Linked DNA regions of Zea mays: regions 1 and 2 are each linked to region 3. The links are chromatin contacts, called in public Hi-C maps. All regions are on one chromosome and are shown on one strand. Each heading gives the region's core, a stretch centred on a gene start, on an enhancer-like site or on the middle of the called end of the contact. The rest is flanking DNA. Distances are from core to core; before and after follow the strand shown.

Evidence for each region. Hi-C and Micro-C count contacts between places; a contact is called where the count stands out from the background.
Region 1: a contact with region 3 is called in a Hi-C map of endosperm, with 2.3 times the contacts expected there. The contact joins the promoter of LOC103626938 here to the promoter of LOC100285857 in region 3. A contact is called at or near these places in 2 of 25 Hi-C or Micro-C datasets (bundle sheath and endosperm).
Region 2: a contact with region 3 is called in a Hi-C map of ear, with 2.0 times the contacts expected there. The contact joins the enhancer-like site here to the promoter of LOC100285857 in region 3. A contact is called at or near these places in 3 of 25 Hi-C or Micro-C datasets (bundle sheath, ear and tassel).

The regions. Positions count from the first base shown.
Region 1 is chr5:138,934,219-138,936,918 of Zm-B73-REFERENCE-NAM-5.0, forward strand. It overlaps LOC103626938 (anthocyanidin 5,3-O-glucosyltransferase), which reads right to left and starts at 1,366. Exons shown (of 1, transcript XM_008647299.4): 1 at 1-1,366. The coding sequence starts at 988.
Region 2 is chr5:139,009,344-139,012,181 of Zm-B73-REFERENCE-NAM-5.0, forward strand. No RefSeq gene overlaps it. Among protein-coding and RNA genes, the nearest start is that of LOC103626938, 75 kb to the left of the region's middle. Within about 2 kb of position 1,403, at least 16 of the 20 cell types and tissues checked have an H3K27ac peak or open chromatin away from gene starts, as enhancers often do. A contact at or near this core is called in bundle sheath, ear and tassel, where this site is marked.
Region 3 is chr5:139,160,336-139,163,035 of Zm-B73-REFERENCE-NAM-5.0, forward strand. It overlaps LOC100285857 (dynein light chain LC6, flagellar outer arm), which reads left to right and starts at 1,393. Exons shown (of 2, transcript NM_001158747.2): 1 at 1,393-1,800; 2 at 1,966-2,306. The coding sequence starts at 1,663. The coding sequence ends at 2,139.

The sequences.
Region 1 (2,700 bases), core at 116-2,615, 230 kb before region 3:
GGTCCAACTTAGGTTGGCGCCCCAAGAACCTCTTGGGGTCGAAGATACTACTTGCCGGCCTGCGCACGACCCACAGGAACCGGTGCCCGGACTTGTCCAGCCCAGTGGCAATCTCCTTAAGCTGCTCCTGCGAGAACGCACCCATGCTCCCAAAGCAGAGGAACACAACGCTGCGCTCCGGCTGGGCGTCCAGCCATCTGAGGCACTCATCATGCCTCTCACCAGCTCTTGCAGGAGGATCCCGTGCGCTGTTGCCAACTAAAGGCCCAACGCAGTAGATCGGAGGCAGCGCCGCCTTGCCCGGGACACACCGGGGATCACCGAGCGCCTGCAACGCCCGGGTTTCCAGTGCCTGGAAAGTGTTCACCAGAACTCCCCTGGTGTCCATGCCGCGCCTGAAGACGCTCGCCACGGTACTGCACAGCTCTTCCTCCGGCCGCTCCAGCAGCTCTGCGTTCAGGTGCGATGCCGGCACGGGGGGAACGCCGAGGAACTCGAGGGGCGTGTCCCCGAGCTCCTTCAAACCCCTCTGGCTACTCGCCAGGAGCGTGGGGACCTGGGTCAAAACGGCCAGGGCTGAAGCGCTGGACGGGGCAAACGTGTACGCGGGGACGCCCAGCCTCGCGGCGACGCCGATCGCGTCGACGCAGAACATGTCGATGACCAGCGAGTGCAGGTGCTGCCGCGAGGTCACGGAGCAGAGGAACCTCTCGAGCTCCTCGTTGTACCGTCGCAGCGTCTTCAGCATGGAGAGTAACGGGTGCTTGCCGGAGCCAGCGACGTCGGCAGGCGGCGGGGAGACCGGCGGGAGGACGTGGAAAGAGATGGACGGATTGGCCGCGGCGACCCGCTTGAATTGGCTGGAGAACTCAGGGACAACCACCATGGTGACGTCGAAGCCGTGGTTGATGAAGACCTTGGCGAGCTCCGCCATCGGCACGACGTGGCCGGTGCCGGCGCTGGGGTAAAGAACGACGGACTGCTTCATGTCTCCTTTTCAGGTGGAACTACCGGCGCGGCGCGGCGCGGCACGCGGTTCGCCGTAACTTATACCTCCGTGGAGCCTTGCCGGAGAAATAGTACAGTAGACTTGTTAATTAATTTTCTTGCTAGTGAAAGTGAGGGACCAGGGCATCTATGATCTATCGTGGGATTAGGGATAAGCCCAGTCTTATTGGCTGGCGGTCCACACTCCACACTAGGATGCTTCCGATCTGTTTGGATTTGCTAACTTTCTAGAAACCATTTACCACGAGCGTAGGTTTCAACGTTGACCACACAAGAAAGCTGGCTGAGCTTGAGATCAGCCACCCCATGTGGCTCATTAACCAGTTAGCATCTTCGTATATGACTTAAAGGCCCTATGTGGGGTACTCCATAACTATTTCCCAGCTCCCACATTCAGAAACCATTTACTTGTCTGATTTTTATAGGCATCTTTTTCGCCTTAGCACATCATTTTCCTTGTCCTAGACCACTTTTAGCTCACTTTAACATACCTTGAAGGTATTGTTAAAGTTTAGCATATCACTTTTAGCACCTTATAGCACTCGGGTTTGGATCTCTATATGCTAAAATCTAGCTAAAAGTGTAGTGCTAAACATTAGCACCATAGATTCAAACAAGCCCTTAAGCTTAGGACTGGTTACTTGAGGTGTACTTTGAGATCACAAGGGATCCTAGGGTTTGCACTTGGCAATCTTGAGTCCTAGCGGTTTTAGAGTTGTATTGTCAACCCTATCAAAGCCCTTCTGAAGCAATATATGAGGACTAAGTTGGGTTGTCCGCCTAAGGGCCTATTTGGATCCAAGGAGCTAAAACAAAACTGACTAAAGTTTAGTCACTTTAGGGCTAAAGATCCAAACAAGAAGAGGTAAAGTGACTAAAATAGTAAAAAGGTATCCTTTTAGTCACTTTTAGGGGGTGTTTGGTTTATTTAGTCACCCTCCTAAACTTTAGGAACTATTTGGGAGGCCTCGTTTAGTCATACTATTTACCAGTTTAGGGACAAAAAGTGACTAAAGTTTATGAGGTGGGAACCAAATACCACCTAAGTATGGGACCACACACTTTTGTCGGAATATTAATGAGCCATTTTTTGTTTGCTTCTGCTTGCGACTCGTCCCAATGGTACCTAACCTATATAAGCTAGGAACAGAGGAACCCTACAATGTCTTCTCATCACTCTCAAACAAACATCACCCTTTCCACCTTCTCATATTTTCATGCCCTCAATTTATTCATCAATTCTTCATCCACCACTTTCAAGACAAATGGTAACCCAAAGAAAACCGCCCTAAAGAAGGGCACCTAAAGGTTCCCTAGTCCATCGTTGCAGCCAGTGGTAGTAAGCGGGTAATGAACCTTGACATGCGTCAACAATGGGATCGATTTACTGCCTCAAAGGCACAAATCCAAAATCTTATCAATCAATGCTACCTAGCACCCAAGGAAACTTTGATATAGAATTCCGTGGAGGGGAAGAATTCCCCACCCCAACATCCTTGACGTCATCGTCTTCTCGAGACACCTCCCTCTTCTCTACTATTTCAACTAAGGATGAAAATCCCCTTGCCTTGGTTTGTTTGTGACCTTTTTGCTGACATTAGGCATAGGTGCATCACCTTACACCAACAAATTGCTCTCCTTTTGGCCTTCAACTAAATTTCAAAGGTTTTTGTGGGGATTCTACTACAGTGG
Region 2 (2,838 bases), core at 153-2,652, 150 kb before region 3:
TTCCGAAAACCCGTTATAGTTTATGGGAAGAGCACTTGCAAGAATCCCTCGTCTGACCGTCACCGCAGCAAAATTAACCCGAGAACCTCCTTGCATGCAAGTCCCCTACTGCCCTTGCCCCTTTCGGGTAAGGAAGTATTCCACTAGCTTTCCTAATTAGTTAGCCAAGGGGTCCCATTCCTCCCTTGCGGTGGCACGTGTTTCTCAAGTTAAGCTCCATGTTCCAATTAACAATAATGATCTTGACATGAACATAAATAAAATAACAGAATAATTGGAACATGGATATAATAAAATATTAACCCAAAACCATATAAAGAAATAGCAAAACTACCCAAGTAATTCAGCGGTAAACAATGTAAAAAGGATAAACAGACTAGGGTGACCTATTGGGTCCCATCAAATTTAAACCTATGCATGTATAAGTGATATTAAATAACATTATTGGGTAATAAAAGTGGTCAAGGGCACAACTTGCCTGGCACTTTAGAATTCTAGGTACCAGGGTGATTCTTCAAATCCTCGAAACCTCACTGCTAGTCGTAGCAACACAAACAAACTTGGTATAGACAAAATTAACATCACACCAAACATAAGTACAAACCGAATAATAATAATCTACACGTTGCTACGAGATCGTGGGATCGAGAACTGCTAAGATCGGAGTCGTGGTCAAGGAGTTATGATTCTATAGAGGATCTATGTGATTAAAATATTAAACTATATTATAAATTGGTTAGTGTAAATCATATGAGTGGTTATTATATAAATAATTATCTCAGCTTTAATCTAAGTTATAAATTAACCAACATGAGTTAAGTAAAGATCTAATCATAAAATAATGAGAAATGGTATAATAAATGTTGTTATTGCATAGTAAATATTTATACGAGACTAACGCAACTTGAACGGATCAAATTGGAGTTAAAATGGAGGAGTTATGAATTTCCTAAGGTTTTATGTACTTGATTTAAGATTAATTAGGAAATAAATTTTAAAATGGCTTTCATGTCAAATCAGTGGCACTATTTGATAAACAATAATATTATAAAATTATAGGAATTGGAATTAATTAATTTGGACTAAGTATGCATTTTCTATGAATTAAACAAATTCTAGCCTTTATTTTTGCATTAAAAATCATTTTATAATCCCTTTTTCTAGATTTTAAAATTCTCTAGCTGGGCCTCAATTACAGGAAAGTTCAGAGGTTAATGCGCGAAAAGTTCCAAGACACAGATCTACCCCGTGGTGGATGGCGGGTTGATTCCATTAAAATCCGAGGGCTCTTAAGTAAAACTCCCCGGCCGAAAGGGTACGCGACGATATCCACCGTCCGATCAGATTCTGACGCGCTTGATTAGATCGCGATTCCCCCGAGCTGGCGCGCAAAGACGACCACATGATCGAGGATCAACGGTCCAGAATCGCTCACCTGCCTAAAACCGCTCTAGCCTTTGGATCTCTGATCTACGGCCACGGATCAAATCCCGCAAAAGGGTATGCGCTTTCAATCCTAGTCGTTTGCTCTATAACCAATGATGCCGATATCAACCGCGCCAACCAGCACCTGGATTAAATCCCAATCGTCAAAACCCGATCAAACGGTTGGGCACTCTTCTCCCCAATCGGACCCCGACGCGACGGCGCAAACCAGCCCGCGGCGGTGGCCATTGTCGGCGATCCCATACCCCTCGACCCCATCCACGCGAGCTCGAACCGACTAGCTCATTCCAATGTATGGATTATGGCAGAGTCAGGGGCGGCGAAAATTACTAGAGGAGTAGGTGAGCGCAGAGATGTCCACGCGGACACGACGGAGGAGAATCCCGGTGAGCAATTCCACGTGGACGAGGCCGCTATCCCGTTGGCCAACATTATGCGTAGCAACGCTACGCGATGCTGAAGCCCTAGCACTGCCTTTACTCGCCCATACAACAGTGCAACGTGGAGGTCGACGGCAGCGGCGTGATGAAGTCCCACAGCGGCGGTGGGCCTCCAAATTCCCTCTCTCCCGCTTTCTCCCCCCCCTCTGGCGAATACGACGGGATCTCTCGGCTGAGCGTGAGTGCCGAAACGGGTCACGGGGAAGTCCTATTTATATCCAGGAGACCGGGTCTGGGACGAGCGGGAGGTCGCCCACAAACCCGGCATTAGCGGCGGCGTCCGCGCTAGTCGTTGCGAAGAAGGAATAGCGCTGACACGCGGGACCCGCCTCACAGTGACTGTGAGCGCAAGGAATCGGCCACGCACAGACACCTGGGCAACTAACGAAAAGGGCCCTGCGTAACAGAAGGCGTTAGCACGCGCGGTGGGTGTTCGTCGGGTAGGGCCCACATGCCATGGAAACACGGTATGTGTGAGCGTCTGTGTGTGGCTGGTCACTGGGCCATGGCTGTCAGTGCTAGTGACGCGCGCAAGAATGCTGGCAGAGTGGGCCACGCGCGGTGAATGAAGCATTGGGCTGAATTGGCGATTGAGGCCCAGGTAAGGTTTTCCATTTGTTCTTTTCTTTTCTATTTTAATTTCAGATATCCAAATCCAATTTAAACTCCCATTTTAAAACCTCAAATTTCCAAGCGCTAAAATTGATAATAATGTGAATATAATCTCCACTATTGACCATATTATTATTATTATTATTATTATTATTATTATTATTATTATTATTATTTATTCTTCTTATCATTTATTTATAGAAGGACTAAGTGGTTTCATTGAAAATTCCCTTCTTGTTTCAAATTCATATCTAACCAAGTTTAATCTCTTAATTTCCAATTTATGCACGAGTAAATCTCCATCATGGGATGCAAAGTTTATTTTATTAATTTATGTTGA
Region 3 (2,700 bases), core at 143-2,642:
ACCCTTGAGAGTCTTTTCTTTAGTCGGGTAAGTCTTGCTGAGTAATTGCGTACTCAGGGTTTTATTCCCTGTTGTTTTTCAGGTTATAAGTTTGTTCTGTTGTGGATGGTGCTAAGTGCCGGTGGGCTTGGCCTTCTTATATAAGTATATCCCATCTTTAGCTTCTTTATTGAGGATTGTCACTTAAGCTAGCATGTATTTTAAAACTTATAAATGTTTTATATATTCAAATTGTAATCTTTTGTATCAATTTCTCTTGTAATCACTCCGATGATATATTGTAATATGCCTATAACTTGTAAATGTTGTAACTTGTAATTATTTTGTAATAAAGAATTTATTTCCGCTGCAAGTGTTTGTATGTGAGTTGTGTTTACTTAATCCTGCGATCTTGGCGGTAAGTCGTTTATCCAGGGTCCTCGGGGCACTCGGAGAGATTCTATTAAGTTGTTTGGTGCACATGCATAGCCGTTTGAGGTCTTTGAGACAATGACAGGTGCATGTAAACCCGATAACTTGGGAGGTTCTGCGACAGCTTTGGTTTATCCAATGCTCTACTTAGCAACCCAAAAGTAAAGTCGATCTCGTTTTGAGTTCGTTAGAAAAACTTAATTTTTTTGTATTGGATATATTTTCCTCTTTTCATATCTCTTAATATAGGATGAATTAAAATCTAAAATTTGATAAATTGATAGAGTATATAATGAAGTACATCCATGTTTGTTTTAGAATTGTTTTTATTACTTTCGATAGTTTAACTGTACGACAGTTTGGTCGCGCAACAATATGATCCGACTAAAATAGTAACCCGTCCATTTAAATTATTATGGCTTTGTTTTAGATACACGTGTGTTGATCTCAATCTCAAACTCAACCTACGTGTGTTGATGAGCCAAGTTGTACTGCCACTCTATTCTGATCTGTGTGGATCAAGGCACGTACACGTATATCTAAATAGTAGTATCTGAGTTACCTTTTTGTCACTTTTTTAAAAATAGAAAAAGTGGGAAACATGTACCTCAAATAAATAGAAAAAAGGCTACTACTTACAATTTCATTCGAACGCATACACCATTTTACGTGGAAGGAAATTGGACAGACGATGAGGAGTCAAGAGATTGGGCCTTTTTTTTTCTTTTGTTAGAGAAAAGGATTGGGCAGATGGGCCAACCGGCCGCTACGGAAGGAAGGAATCCTTGGTAGCCCATTTCCTCCGTGGTCCCGTGACGGACTCGTGGTCGTGGAGGAGCCGAGCCTCTGGCTCGGATGGCCGGCGGCCGTCGCGACCGCCGACGCTCGCCCCAGCGCGCCACAACACGACGCCCGGAGGCGGAGCAGGAAGAAGACAAGCCAAGCCAAGATAAGATAGAGATAGAGCGGACACGCAAGTGCATTCCGGAATGGGAGGAGGAGGAGCAATAATAGCAGCGGGCCCACACCCATCACCCTCTCGCCTCGTCTCCTCCCTCCCGCAGATTCCCGTTGTTCCCTTCCGGCCCTGTCCTTCTATCGGGAACCTTTTCTCCCCTCCATTTATATTCCTTCCGCCGTCTGCCCCCACGGAATCAAGAAACAAACGAAGCCAGCCAGCCAGCCGGGTCCTCCCGCGTAGCTAGCGTAGGCGTAGGCGTAGCCGTAGCAGCGTGTGCGAGAGGGGAAGAAATGCTGGAGGGGAGGGCGCGGGTGGAGGACACGGACATGCCGGCGCGGATGCAGGACGCGGCGACCTCCGCGGCCTCGCGCGCGCTCGACCTCTTCGACGTCGCCGACTGCCGCGCCATCGCCGGCCACATCAAGACGGCACGTTCTCTCTCCTCTCCTCTCCTCTCTCTGCTCTGCCGCCGTCCTCGTGTCACATTTTTAATTGATGGATGAGATCACGATTCAAATCATTCCTGAGGACACTTGGTGCTGGCGCTGACACCCTGATCGATCCTTGCCTCCCGTCCGTTCCGACGAACACAGGAGTTCGACAAGCGGTACGGCGTCGGGTGGCAGTGCGTGGTGGGCGCCAACTTCGGGTGCTTCTTCACCCACAGCAGCGGCACCTTCATCTACTTCTCCATGGAGCGCCTCTCCTTCCTCCTCTTCAAGGCCGCCGTCGTCGCAGCCGCCGCCGCCGCTGCCGTCGCCTCCTAATCAACCAAGTCTCCGTCCATCACACCGTGCACTTTGTACTGCTAGCTAGTATCTATATATATCTATATATGCCATTTGTAATGTCCAGAAGCTCAGACCCTGTACGGCCAGCAGCCCGTGTAGTAGTGTAAATACATCGCGCCATGCTTCGCTCGTTCCTCGTCGAACCATCTCTGCCTCCGTTCGTTCTTCGCATCGACCGACTCTACCAGCGCTCAGTCGTGCAAGTGCCGCCGACGTGCCGTGCCTGATTTGATATCTAGAAATATCTTGGGATATTGTAGCTGCTGCCTGCCTGTCTGCCTGACAAACACCTTCAATTTGTCGGTCAGTGCGTTCAGTACATTCAGTAATGTCCGGACGATGGCGACGTGTGTGAGCTGTCCGGTCGCGTGATAATTATCCTCTGCTCTTTTTTCGTTTTTTCCCCTGTCGCAAAAGCGAAAGATGGGACCCACCACAACGGGGTCTTTGTTTTCGTTTCTTCTTCTCCACAATGGAGCGAGACGTCCTGTTTCTGCGCTGTCGAGACGGTGAGCCCTGCCGACGCCGTTCAGAAAG